2 separate regions of the Sus scrofa genome follow, and region 1 is linked to region 2. Evidence: chromatin contacts called from public HiChIP or PLAC-seq data. All regions are on one chromosome and are shown on one strand. The core of a region is the stretch at or near the end of the contact, and the rest is flanking DNA. Distances in the headings are between cores, read along the strand shown. Region 1 holds the start of REXO1 (RNA exonuclease 1 homolog). Region 2 holds the start of ADAT3 (probable inactive tRNA-specific adenosine deaminase-like protein 3).

The links. HiChIP or PLAC-seq counts read pairs in DNA pulled down with a chosen protein or histone mark.
Region 1: an H3K27ac HiChIP or PLAC-seq map of skeletal muscle shows a contact between it and region 2. The contact joins the promoter of REXO1 here to the promoter of ADAT3 in region 2. A contact is called at or near these places in 2 of 5 promoter capture datasets (fetal liver and liver), 4 of 47 Hi-C or Micro-C datasets (blood, embryonic fibroblasts and skeletal muscle) and 2 of 2 datasets of contacts at active chromatin or transcription factors (alveolar macrophages and skeletal muscle).

Annotation. Positions count from the first base shown.
Region 1 is chr2:76,688,659-76,695,732 of Sscrofa11.1, forward strand. REXO1 (RNA exonuclease 1 homolog) reads left to right here and starts at 5,611. Exons shown (of 16, transcript XM_003123002.4): 1 at 5,611-5,889. The coding sequence starts at 5,733. It overlaps KLF16 (Kruppel-like factor 16), which reads left to right. Exons shown (of 2, transcript NM_001164009.1): 2 at 1-2,165. The coding sequence ends at 236.
Region 2 is chr2:76,629,528-76,636,471 of Sscrofa11.1, forward strand. It overlaps ADAT3 (probable inactive tRNA-specific adenosine deaminase-like protein 3), which reads right to left and starts at 4,755. Exons shown (of 2, transcript XM_021084211.1): 1 at 4,671-4,755; 2 at 1-467. The coding sequence starts at 450. SCAMP4 (secretory carrier-associated membrane protein 4) reads right to left here and starts at 4,787. Exons shown (of 7, transcript XM_003480843.4): 1 at 4,671-4,787.

The DNA.
Region 1 (7,074 bases), core at 4,361-6,860, 60 kb after region 2:
CCCGCCACCACCGGACGCATACGGGCGAGAAGCGCTTCCCCTGCCCGCTCTGCTCCAAGCGCTTCACACGCAGCGACCACCTGACCAAGCACGCTCGCCGCCACCCCGGCTTCCGCCCGGAACTGCTCCGGCGCCCGGGCACCCGCAGCACCTCGCCCAGCGACTCGCTGCCCTGCAGCCTGGCGGGCAGCCCCGCGCCCAGCCCGGTGCCCAGCCCGGCCTCCACTGTCCTGTAGAGCCCTGGTCCAGCCGCCCTGAGCACGCCCCCGCTGGGCCTGGGCATGGAGCACCAGCAACACGTCTGCTGTCCCGGGCCTGGGGCGGGGCCGGACTGACTGCCAGTCCAGCCCCTTCCAGTGACCCCGTAGGGGCCCCCAAAATGCCCCTGCCCCCTTCAAGAAGACAAGGAGGGGGCCTGAGACTGGACCGGGGTTATCTGGGCCTTGGAGGTTTTGTTCCTGAGGGGTAGCTGGGGCCCCGTGTCTGTATATAGCCATGATTGTTAACTCTCTTCCCAGCTGTTAAACAGGGACCCCAGGTGGGTAGCCAGAAGGCATTCCCCTTACCCCTTTGCCGCCTCCCTGCTTTGGGGGATGTGTGGGCTTTGGGGGAGGTGGCCCAGGAAAGGCACCCCTTAACCAGTGTTCAGACTTGGCCCCCAGGCCCCTCTCTCCAGGTTGGGATGAAGTGTGCAAAGAGCCATAGGTGAACCAGGGGTTACCCCCGGGCTGCCTCCTGTCCCCCCATTCCCCCCCAAGGGGGGCACCCATCACCCCACTGAAAGCCATGGAGACGTTCAGGGAAACGGGGTGCAGCCCGGCTGCCCCCATTCGGGTACTCAATCTCAGGTGTCCACAGGTTCTGCCCCACTACCCACGGTGGGGGGACATTTAGCTCCCCAGCAGCAAGGGCGGGGCGGGGAAGGGGGAGGTGGTAGGGTTTCCATAGGGGTCCCCGTTTTGCTTCTGAGACTCGTGGTGGGGGAAAGAAACGGGGTCTGCCAAAGAGCAGTTTAACTCATTGGGGGGGTACAATGGGTGGGTATGAATGCAGGCTTATTTATTTTCCTGTCTCTGCTGGGGTGGGGGCTGCACTGCCCCCTCTGGGTGGTTGTGCGAGTGTATGAGTGAGAGAGACTTGGGGGGGAGCTGGCACATGACCAGCTCCCCTCCTGAAGGGGAAGAGTCCCCGACATTGGCCTTGTGCAGCATCACGTGACAATCAGTCCCTCCTATTTGGGACCAGGACAGCCAGTGGGAGAAATGCACCATTCCCCACCCTTCTTCCTTGCACGACCCCCTGGGCAGCAGGGCCCCTAGACCCTCGGTTGAGGTTCTGCCCATGTGGGAGGAAGCAGGAGGGCTGACCCCAGAACCCCTTTGGGATAGCTCGATTTTTTTGGACCGGGTAGAATATTTTTTCAGGCGCCAATCCCTTCCTTGATCTGGGCCCCACGAGTGGTCTGTTGTCCTTAGGGGGTGTGGGGGGAGGGTCTGCATGGACTGAGCTTTGGATCGGGAAGGGTAAATACCACCTCTCTCCTGGTGTCTTCCCACTGTGGCTTCCTCTGGATTTCATTTTGGACAATGACCGAAGACCCCCCGCCCTGGAATGGGAAGGGGACCCAGGCTCCCCGTCCCGGACCTTGAAAGGGCCCATCCTGCCTTGGGCTGCAGGAGGTCTGTGGCATCCCCATCTGTTCCAGAACCTTCTTGTCCTCATTGGGGGCTGGGGTATTTGGATGGCACTGGTGCGGACCCTCACTGGCCCTGGCAGGATCCAGGGACAGCTGCCCGGGGTCCTGGGGAGGGGGGCGGGAAGCCCTTTTGGAGCTGGGCGGGTGGATCTGGGCAGGTACTTGCTGGGCTGGTCCATCTGCCCAAAACCCTTGGTGAGATGCCTTAGTTGGGGGTGGGGGTGGTTCCAGGGCCTTGTTTCCCTTTGTGACTGTCTGGATAGCCCTATGATTGTCCCAGCCCCAGCCGGTTCCTGTCCACAGAAGGTGGACTGTGGTCTGAGGACCCAGGTCCCTGGCGCCTTCCCAGTGTTCAGGGGCTTGGAGGGACCGGTGGTCATTGGGACCTGGTTCCAGCCAGTTTGGCCTCTCAAGATGGGGGGAGGGGGGGCCCCTGCCCTGCCTGGCTTCATCCCGGTATTTAATTAAATACGCTTTTTTAAAACCCGATTCCAGAGCCTGTGTGGTCTTTCCCAAGCCGGTGGGCCCTCGGACTCCCCTGTCCCCCTGGTCAGTGTAGTCCCTAGCCTCCTCTTGGGAAAACTGAGGCAGTGAGTCCCGGGACCCGGTGGGGATCTTGTCAAGGACCCACTGACAGGGACGCATAGTGACGCCCGACAGCCTTAAGGCCCGGGGGTACCTCGCCCTCAGCCACGCGCTTAAGTCCAGCAGCACCCACGCCTCGCGCAGCTGCACCCCCGGCCCGCCTTCCCTCTCCGTTACCCAGCAACCGAGGCGCGGTGACGGCGCCTGGGGGCGTCCGCTGCCCGCCCTTTTCCGGGGGCGGGAGGAGCCAGCTCCTAGCGGGCTACTAGCTGGCTCTATAAGGCTCCTCCCCCGAGGGTACCCCGCATTCCCGGCTTCCTTTCACGCGGCCACCCTTGCCCCGCCCGACTGCTCACGTTTGCCGGCTCCCAATTGGGTGGAGGGCTGGGAGGAAAAGGGGCCTCGAGAGCATTGAGAAACTGGTGAGAACTCTGAACCCTTTCTTGGGAAAAGTGCATCCCAGATTTCCGCAGTCTCCGGAGCCCAGAAGGCCGGTGGGGCTGTGGTGCGGGGAGCGTAGACCCTCCGCACCGGTTTCCTCACTTCTCGCCCCGGGAAGGCGGCAGCCTCGCCATCTGGCGGCCGCCCCTGGAATGGCGCCACCGGCTCCGTCCGACCCCCTCCCCAAGGTCCTGCCCTTGGGGCCGTCAAGGTCGCCCCACTCGGCACGGAGCCCTCTACTCTAAGATGGCCCCCATCTGGCACCCTTTTACTCCCTTTCTGCTGGATTCTGGCCCGAAAGCCCACAGATGTCGCTCCCTGGACCCTTGTCCGCTCCAGGGACAAGAAGCTGTCAGGCTTCTCTGTCCCTTTGAGGTCCTTACGTGCAGACCCTCCCTTCAGTCTCTCTTGGACGCACTATCATGGGCCCCGGAAGCAGATTGGAGATTTCCCCTCTGCCTCCTGAATGCTCCGTCGGCAGGTGGCCCCGAGGACCCCTGGCCCTACCCGCTAGGCTCAGATCCCCTGTGTGCTGAGGACACCCCCTGGTCCATGCCAGCTGGACCTCGTCCTCAACGCCAGACCCGAGATGTTCTCAGCCCCACCCCTAGTCTGTTCTGGTCTGCTCCCCTTCAGTCACTGCAGCTTCAGCCAAAATCTTTGGGCTCGCCCCTGACTCCCCTCTTTGTCTCACCACCCTCATCCGGTCCATTTGGAATTCTTTTTTTTTTTTGTCTTTTTTGTCTTTTTGTTGTTGTTGTTGTTGCTATTTCTTTGGGCCGCTCCCACGGCATATGGAGGTTCCCAGGCTAGGGGTCGAATCGGAGCTGTAGCCACCGGCCTACGCCAGAGCCACAGCAACGCGGGATCCGAGCCGCGTCTGCAACCTACACCACAGCTCACGGCAACGCCGGATCGTTAACCCACTGAGCAAGCGCAGGGACCGAACCCGCAACATCATGGTTCCTAGTCGGATTCGTTAACCACTGCGCCACGACGGGAACTCCCCATTTGGAATTCTAACTGGACATCTACCTTTGAAACATACCCAGAACCAGTCCATTTCTCCTGCCTCCACCTAATCCCACCTCATGGCCCACCTGGACCAACCCTTGATCCGGACTCCTGCCCTGGCCCTCACAGTCTGCCTTCCCGGCTGGAGCCACCAGAAGGCGTCTGTGATCACTTTCTGTGAGTCAGGCCCTGCCCTCCTCTGCACTCAGCGCTCCAGGCTGCCACCTCCCTCCAGGGTGAATCGCCCAAGTCCTCCCTGAGGCCAACCAGGCCCTGCATGACCTGCCCCTGCCCCCTCTCTGCCGCTGTTACCTTCTCCCTCTCTCCCCTTTACTCACTCAGGTGCAGCCACACAGGCCTCCTTGCAGTTCCTCCAACAAGCCTGGTGCCGCCTTTGCCCTGGGGCCTTTGCACATATTGTGCCCTCTGCCTGGAATGCCTTTACCCTAGATGCCTGCTTGGCTTTCTCCTTGAACTGCTCAAATTCCACTTCCCCATCAGACTCCATGGACCACCCCTTTCCCCAGCTCCCTACTCTCCCTATCACCCATCCTCCAGAAGAGCACTCTCGGCCTTGTACTTAAGTATCTCCTTTACTGATCTCCTGCTGTCTCTCTTCTAGAACGCTACTACTGCCAGGGTGGGGATCTATGCTTTGTTCACTGATGTCTCTAGCACTGGGTCTGGCACTCACATAGTAGGTCCTTGGTAAATATTTGTTGAGTAAATAACCAAGGTCAGTCAGTGAGTACAGAGGAAGCATCTAGTAAGTGCAAGCTCAGGGGTGACCTGACTTCACCTCACTAGCATTGTCAGGGCCAGGCTGAGGGGTCCTCCCTCCTCTTGGCGGTGGAAGAGGCGCTGGCATCGAGAGACCCCTGGGGTGAGGGGTCTCAGGCCCAAATGCCACCGGGGCCAGGTGGCTGAGGTAAGGATAGATGGGCTGGGAGAGGGAGGAGATGACCTGCACAGACTGCACCCCCACCCTGTGCTCACACGGGGATCCTTGGCAATTGCCAGCTGGCGGGCAGGCTGGGAATTGTAGTTTTATGAAGCATCTCCCCCAATTTAAATAAAGGGCAACAAACAAATTTACATCATTTGAAAAACTAGTACTGAAACAAAACTGGTACTCAGATACATATACACACATGTTCACAGAGGCTCAATTCACAACAAACAGGCGGAAACCACCTGAATATCTATTATCTGATGAACAGATAAAATACGGTTTAGGGTCAATATTTGGTGGACAAATGAGTAAATCGGAATAGGGTTCCGCTGGTGGACCTGGGGATGAGATTTCAGACAAGAGTCCAGTGGGAGTCCACCCGGAGCCCAAGTCGAGGGACCTCCGCAAGCCTCTGCTTCAACGAGTGCAAAACGTGAGCACTAATTCGAAGTCAACCCGGGCGGAGTTGAGTTTCAGAGCCTGAGCTGGGTAACTCCGGTGCAGATCTCCAGGTGCAGGTGAGACACGCCCGCAGGACTCGTGTTGACCAGCAGAGGGCGCCTCAGGGAGACGTGCTAATAAAACTAATTAAATGCACCTAAGCCACAGCTGGACTATGAGGGGGGCCTTTTTTTTTTTTTTTGATCAGGCGTGCCGTGGACAGCTCCAGGCGCCGCAGGGGTCTGGGGCTCAAGATGGCGCTGTTGCCGCCACCGAGGGCCAGGCGGCGGCGCCGGCGAGGCTCCCGGAGACAGTAGGCAGGGCGTCTCGCCCCCACCACCCCTACCCCCGCGACTGCCTGTCCTGGGCCATGGGTCCATGACCCTCCTTGGGGCCGCGGGAGCAGGTGTTTCTGATCAGGCGCACTTCGGGCAGCTGCTCCCGAGGTCCCTTGCGGCGGCGTCCCGGGGGCCTCCGGGGACCTCGGAGCAAGATGGCGGCGGCAGCGGGGTCCGTGAGGCGCGGGCGGCGGCGACCGCGGCGCCAGTGAGGGGCCCGTGGGCCCGGGCGGCTCCGGGCCGCGGCCCCGCCGCGGGACGGACCATGCTACGTTCCACCGGCTTTTTCCGGGCCATCGACTGCCCGTATTGGGCTGGGGCGCCCGGGGGGCCCTGCCGGCGGCCCTACTGCCACTTCCGGCACCGCGGGGCCCGGAGCCCGGGCGCACCCGGGGGAGGCGGAGCGGCGTCCCCCGCAGCAGGTAATGCCCGCCCCGGGCTCAGCACTCCGGCGCCCGGGCTTCCTTGGCCCCCAGTTCCCCGCCCAACCTTCTTCTCTCTCGCTCGCGGGCGACGTGTCCCCAAGTCCGGGCCACCTACCCGGGGCCCACGTTGAGCGACCTCTGCAAACCTCTGCTTCAACGAGTGCAAAACGTAAACAACGAAGGGACCCGTTCTCCTAGAGGCGTCGCAAGGGTGGAGCGCGCCGGGCTCGGGAAAGGAGCGCGGCCGACACTGGTTGGCAGGCCCGAGCTCATGCCGGGGGAACCGTTCCCGCCGCCTCCCCGGCCCCGAGTGCTCGTGGCAGCCCTTGTTTACTTCTGCGCTTCTTCGGCCGCCGCGCCGCTGATTGTGGCCTCTCTTGTTTACAGTAGCAGTCTAGAGGATCTTGCTTAGGAACCTGGGCTGTGTGTTGAGCCGTGTGCCAACATATCCACTTGCTTGTGTGTGTGTTGGGGTGGGGGTCAGGCTTCCAAGTGAACGTTTCTAGATTGAGCATTACAGTACCGTGGTGATTATCAATGTCGCGGCAGAGTTCGGTGAGAGCTGCCCGGGGTCACGCTGCTTGTGGGGAGTGTGGGACTTGAGCTGTTAAGAATGGGGGCAAAAAGAGGGGCACCGCGAGGAAAGGCTTGCAGGGATGTCCTTACTCCGGAGGGGAACTCGGGCTCTCACTGGGGCTCCTGTCCTTCAGGACTGGGCTCCCCTTTTCTTTCAGGCTCATATTCTTCATTCGGCATCCTCTCTCTTTCCCCATGAAAGAATCCCCATCTCAGAGCCTTTTAACTTTCAAAGAGGAGCGCCCTTGCTAAGATTAAATAATGGGCTTGTTCTCCCATTTTGCCAGAAAAAAAAAAGGAGGGGGTAGCATTTTCTCAAATTTCCATTGTAAGTTTGTCCTGACTTTTTGCACCTGCCACCCACTGTTCACAGCCAGCCAGATGCAAGCATTGGTTGCCTGGCTCCACATTTGTGCCAGGCCTGGGGCTGTGTGCATTGTGGGCCCTGCTCTCAGGAACTTACCCCTGAGGAGGGAAGCTGGCCTGGCCCACAGGTGCCTTAGTTTCCAGCGGTGCCTTACCCCCAGCTGAGTGTCAACGGCCTCCCGGTGTCCTTTTTCAACTCAAGACAGTGCAGTTTTCAATCCATCTATTGACCGACTTGGC
Region 2 (6,944 bases), core at 3,505-6,004:
GAAGGACGTGGGCCAGTGGGTGCGCGCCTCCTCAAATTGGTCCCTGGTCAGCGGCGGCCGGGCAGGCACGGGCACGAGAAAGGGCTGACCCAGGCCGCAGGGGTCCACGGCTGGTGTCGGAAGGAGCTCGGCCAGCGATCGTGTGCCTGCGGCTGGCCCCGCCAGGCATAGCAGCATCTCCAGCGTGTGTGGGCGGCTAGGGTCTCGGCTGGGACGCACTCTTTTAAGATGAGGCTGTGCAGGCAGCGGGTGGACAGCTGACACCTCCTTCAGGAGGCGTGAGGTCTGGCGCTTGTCCAGGACAGGTGCAGCGTAGGCCAGTACCAGCTCCACGTCCCCCGACTGCTGCTCAGACAGGACTGGGAGGGCTTCCCACGATGCCAGCTCTCCCTCAGGGCTCCCGGCCTTCACATCCCCACGCAGCTCCATGATGCCCAGGGCGGGGTCCATCCTCGGTATGGTTCTGACTGTGGGAGACAGAGACCGGAGCAGAGCATCATCCTCGGCTGTGGGAGGCCTGGTCAGCTGGAGGGGTGGGTCCGGGAGCGTGTTGCGTCTGGAGGGTGGTCCGAGAGCTCCAGCCCAAGTGCTATGCAGCAGCGGTCATGCTCTTACTCACGTCCTACTAACGCTTGGTTTGTACGGAGCTTAACTCACCCTTGCTTAGGTGGCTTTTTCCCCTTTCTCTTTGAGATGTGCCATGAGTGAAAATGCACACTTGACCTCAGAGACTCAGTACAAGAAAAATGTAAACCATCTCATAGGTTTTTTCCCACAGTCAGCTCTCGGCTCTCTGCATCCACAGGAAATCCATGGACACGCTGGACCAATTGTACCATCTTACACAAGGGCCTGGAGCATCGGCGGATTTTGCTATCCTCAAAGGGCCCTGGAATCAGCTCCCCACGGAAACCAAGACGATTGTGTTGACTACCTGCTACAGTGGGTATACTCTGCAGGTGTCGGGATAAAGAAATGCATTATTGAGATTCATTCCACCTGTTTTTCTTCGCACTTTTCAAAAACATGGTTTCTGGGAGTTCCCACTGTGGCACAGTGGTTAACAAATCCGACTAGGAACCATGAGGTTGCGGGTTCGATCCCTGGCCTCGCTCAGTGGGTTAAGGAGCCGGTGTTGCCGTGAGCTGTGGTGTAGGTCGCAGACGTGGCTCAGATCCCACGTTGCTGTGGCTCTGGCGTAGGCCAGTGGCTACAGCTCTGATTGGACCCCTAGCCTGGGAACCTCCATATGCTCCAGGAGAAGAAAAAGGCAAAAAGACAAAAAAAAAATGTGTCTTCTAAAAAATTCCTGTTACGTTCATGCCTGGCGTTACATTCCTACAGCCAGGATTGCCTTGGCTGGCATCAAAGATGAACGACAGATCATCTTCACACAACCGCAGAAAACCTGGGGGCCACTGCCCGTCCACACCAACTAGAGCACCCTGGTGGCGTCTGGCAGCGGACCAGCCCCTGCCGTCTCATCCCCATGAACTAGGAAGTGCTGAGATCACTTCCTATTTACTGGGGATTTACTGCTGAGATGCTCCTGTCTCACTCCTTGACCCATGGCTCCCCAGAGGGCACACAAGGTCCCTGCCCACCACCACCTGTCTGAAGCTCGCCATACAAGCTTGGCGAACACAGGAATGGGTGCTGGTGGCAGTTCTGAGAAGTAGCAAGCGTGGAGAGGTCCCTCGGGCACCCATGACCCCTGTGCCAGGCGGGGCCCTCAGGAGGGTCCACAGTGCAGCTCCAAATCTGCTCCCGGTACACACTGTGCCGGGGAGGCTATGGCCGGCTCCAGACCACAAAAGCTCCCACTGTCTCCCAGGCAAAAGACAGACACAGTCCCATTTGTCCCTTCAAGAGTGCAACCCCTATCTGATTAAAACAAAGCAAGCAACAGATAAAGGAGGCTGCCACCAGGACACTGCTGGCCAGGACGCCAGCTCCTAGGGGAGGGTGAATGAAAACCCAGGAGGGCACCAGTTGAACTCCACTCCTCTCCCAGGTATGTGCCCAGGAAAAGTGAAGACACACATCCACACGGAAACCTGCCCACGCACATTCACAGCAGCACGATTCACAACAGCAAAAGGTGAACAATAGTTCCCGTCATGGCTCAACAGTAACGAACCCGACTAGTACGCATGAGGATATGGGCTCAATCCCTGGCACTGTTCAGCGGGTTAGTGATCCGGCATTGCCGTGAGCTATGGTGTAGGTCACAGATGTGGCTTGCAGCTTGCTTTGCTGAAGGTGGACACAATCCAAACATCCACTGATAGATGAATGGAAAAACCAAATGCAGTCCTTCCACACAATGAGACATCACTTAGCCTGAAAAGGAGAGAAGCACGAACACTCCTACCACGTGGACAGACCTGGAGACCACGATGCTCAGTGAGAGAAGCAGACACAGAAGGACACACAGTGTGGGATTCCATGGATGGGAAATGCCCAGAACAGGCATATCCGGAAACAAAGAGTGGGTTCCTAGTTGTCAGGGGCTGGTGAGGAGGAGGAAGGGGAGTGACTGGTGATGGGGGAAGAGAGCTTCCTTTTGGGGTGGTGGAATGTTCTGGAATTAGATGATAGTCACACATTATAAATATACTAAAAATGCTAAAACATAGATTTTAAGTGGGTAACCCACACAATGTGTGTGCATCGTATCTCAGTAAAGCTGCTGTTCCTGGCGACGGGGGGACATCTGCTAGGTCAGCAGACCCCAAACAAGGCCCAGCACCTCCTGACCAAGGCTGGTGCTGTACCCACAGCATGTCCTCATACCTCTGAGCTTGGGCTCCCCAACTCCATTCAGTGACCCCAGAGGGAGACTAGGGCTATCGGCTTCCTACTGGCCAAGGGACTGGCTAGGAGGGCAGAGCCAGGATCTGATCTCTCGGCCAGGTGGCCAAGAGCTCCCTGATTCTGCCCTCTGAGCCCTGTACGATCGGTGTCCTGAGCCCCTTTTACAGATGAGAAGCAGGTTCTGCAGAGAGTGACCCCCCCTCAACAAAGGGAGCAGCCCATCTGGGAACAGCACCCACATCCACGACTTGCTTAAACACCTCCAGATACCTAAACATGGTCCGAGGCTGACCTGTTCCTCTTTTTGTTCTCAAAACCCCACACCCCTCCCTGCTGCGCTCTCTACTGGTCCTGCCCAGCTCAGCCCTGACCTGGGTTTGGCCAACTCCCTCTGCCTACAGCTAGGGAGTTTACGTTGACAGCTGCAGCCTCTGCTGCAGGCATGGACTGCCAGGGAGGGCTCACTGCATTGGGGAAGCCCCTGGAGGGTCTGCTGGACCAGCAAGCCAGGCCCTTAAGAGCCAGTCTCCTCATCCAGTGCTCAGGAATTCCTGTGGCACTTGCACCCAGGGTTCCAGGAGGAGTAGGGATAGGGTGCTTATTCAGTGAGCTGAGGCTCTGCAGGTGACACCCAATCCCAGAGAGAGGCCTTATCTCACCACTAGTTGTGTCCGGGCCCTGCCTCACGTCCTCCCCAAGTCCGCACCTTCCTGGCTAAGACCTAGGGTACCTGTCCTGACCCCAACCCAGCTTCCCACTCAGTGAAACAGGATCCACCACTACCATGCCGTCAGGGGCAGAAAGTGCAAAAATCCATGCGAGGCATGGCCCTGTTCTGGGGCACAGCTCCTCAGGGGCCCAGTCCTGACTGTGGCAGGCAGACTCCAGGAAGGCTCCTGGGAGAGAGTAACCCACAGCTGGGCCTGGACGGCAGATGAGGCAGGGTGGGGAGTCCTGTGCAGAGGGTGCTGGAGACATCCAGTACTGAAGTCTCCACCACACCCACTGGTGGAAGGCCACCAAGTCTGCATAGCGTCTCCAGAAAACAATTTATCAGGGTGGGGGTGGGGGTCTCACCCTGATAAATTCAAATGCCAAGTGAGCTGATAATTTTTTTTTTCTTTTTAGGACCACACCCATGGCATACGACGGCTCCCAGTTGAATCGCAGCTATAGCCACTGGCCTATGCCACAGTCACTGAGCTGATAATTTTTATCAAAAGTGTGTCCCATGCAATCTTTAGGAAATACACTAAAAAACATATACACATATATTCGTTATTAACGCAAAACTCGAATTTAATGGGATAACTTGCGTGTTTACCTGCGGACAATCGCCTCCCTAAAAGCAGGCTTCTGCAGGAAAGTTCAAAAACCTCGGGCATGTGGCGTGTGGGAGAGACGCGAGGCTAGAACTTAAGAAGGCCTTGCCCGCTCACACATTCCGTAAGAAACAGGAAGGACTGTCACGGTTTAGGACGTTCAGAAAGACTGAGGCCTTTCACCCAAGGAAGGTGGGAAGCTGTTAAGGAGGCAGAGGGTTGGCCGCGATGACACGAGGGAAGGGCGCACCGAAAGCAGCTGCGGCACCAGGTCTTCACAACAAACCGCAGGGGCAGAAGCACGCGCAACACGTAGATGCGCGCGGAGAGCCGCGTCCCCGCGGCCCAACGGCCCTCCGCGCACGCGTACACGCGTCGCTGCCAGCTCCCGCCCGAGGCGCGCAGAAACAGGGCCTGGCTACCCACTCGCTCCCCGCGCAAACGATGTCCCCGCAGCCGCGCCCCCCGCCCCCCCCCCCGCTCGCCCTCCTCGGAAGCCTGGGTCGCAAGAGCCCGAGACCCGGTGCTTACCTGAGGATACCGGCAGGAGCGCGGCGTTTCACCAAGTCTTAGCAACCAGCCCACCTGCCCCGCCTCCACCACCGCCTGGCGCTGCGGGGCACGACGGGAGCGTAGTTCCAGGGGCGGGGTCGGCGCGAGGCGAAGGCGGGGCCGAGACTACAATCCCCACAAGGCCGCGCTCGCCGCCGCCTCGCTCCGCCTCTCCCCTATGCGCCGCTCAGGTGACCCGCTAGAGCGGGGCTGGCTCTGTTTCGAGGGTTCGAGACCCACTGGACGGCCGGGAAAAGTCGAACCTTGGAGGCCCTTTGGGAAATCAGCAGAGTGAAGAGACTGAGTCAGAGGGGCACACGACACCCGCTGTAGTCACTCCCTGAGTCCAGTTTGCTGCTGCCACGTGGCTCCAGAGGGGCTGTCCCTAGATACCTGGATGCGGTCAGGTTCCAATTATCCTCTAGGGCCGCAGACTCCAGTCTCATTTTTCCATCTGTACAGTAGGCAAAGGGGACCTCTTGACTCCAAGGCAAAACAAGCTTATTTTATCAGCAAATTCAGTTATTCATCCTAGTTAAACAGGTGTAAGCCAGATCTCAACCAGGAGCAATAGGTACCACCACTCCCAAGGGACCCTGGGCACTGTCTAGGAATATTTATGGTTGTTAGGATTAGGGGTGCTCCTGACAGCAAAACTTGGAGGCCAGGGATGCTGCTCAACACCCTACAATGCATAAGGCACCCTCGAAACAGACTGGCAAATGTCCACTGTAAGGAAGACCCCAGTTTAACCCCACTGCTAAGCAAGAAGAAAGGTTTAGGTCTAAAAGGACCCTGAAGAGGGAAATTTTTCTACCTTTCCATTTTCTCCCTATTCCACTCCTGCAAGAACCTAGGAGTGCCCCTGCCAGGATCCCACAAAGGTCTACCCTTGGAAGAGAGTGGCTGGACGGGAGACCTCTCCTGGAGTCTCCACTGCAGCACAGCTCTTCAACCCTGCAGGCCTCTGAGAGTCCAACCCCATGTGTTTCTCATCTTAATTTGCAAAGCATTGCCTGGCATGCCCATCTATTCCTGTGTAAAAAAGCACTCCAGGAAATCATACTGCTTGAAGCTGGTCACTCTCTTTTTTTTCTTTTCTTTTTCTTTTATTTATTTGTTTGTTTATTTATTTATTTTGGTCTTTTTGTCTTTTTAGGGACACACCTGCAGCATATGGAGGTTCCCAGGCTAGGGGGTCTAATCAGAGCTGTAGCTGCTGGCATACACCACAGCTCACAGCAATGCCAGATCCTTAATCCACTGAGCAAGGGCAGGGATCAAACCCGCAAACCTCATGGTTCCTAGTCGGATTCGTTAACCACTGCGCCACGACGGGAACTCCTACTTTTTCTTTTCTAAATAAAAACTTGGGAGTTCTTGTCGTGGCGCAGTGGTTAATGAGTCCGACTAGGAACCATGAGGTTGTGGATTCGATCCCTGGCCTCACTCAGTGGGTCGAGGATCCGGTGTTGCCGTGAGCTGTGGTGTAGGTCGCAGACGCGGCTCGGATCCTGTGTTGCTGTGGCTCTGGCATAGGCCGGTGGCTACGGCTCCGATTAGACCCCTAGCCTGGGAACCTCCATATGCCGAGGGAGCAGCCCTAGAAAAGGCAAAAAGACCAAAAAAAAAAAAAAAAAAAAAAAAAAAAGAAAGAAAGAAAAAAAAGAAAAAGAAAAAAAATAAAGAAAAGAAAAACTCATGAAGTTCCCATGTGGTTCAGTGGGTTAAGGATCCAGCATTTTCACTGCTGTTGCTCTGGTTACAGCTGTGGCCCAAGTTCAATCCCTGGCCCAGGAACTTCTGTATACTGAGGTCTTAGCCAAAAAAAGAAAAGGAGAGAAAAGAAATGATCCTTTTCTTCCTACCTCTTGTTTGCCTGCCGCCTTCATCTCCTTTCAGGACAGGAACGGACAAGATTTCTGAAATCCTTTCTTTGCAGACTGAGAGATGCTGGCAGGCCCCCAACCCACCCGTCTGCCTATGAGTTCCCCTAGTCCAGGGACCCTACTGTCATGCTATCCATACAGTATCCTATAACGTGCATATCTGTGCCAACACAAAGAACTCCACCTTGGGGAGGAAAAGCAACAAAGGCCCACTAAATCTTTCCTGAGGAAGTCATGCACCAAGTCAGTGCATCCAAAGAACAGCGCTGAGTGGGGGAGAGAAGCAGTCTGGGAGAGGGGAGGCAGTGTGGAGGGGGCAGAGCCGGGCGCACAACACAGAACAACTGTTTGCTTAGTACAGGGG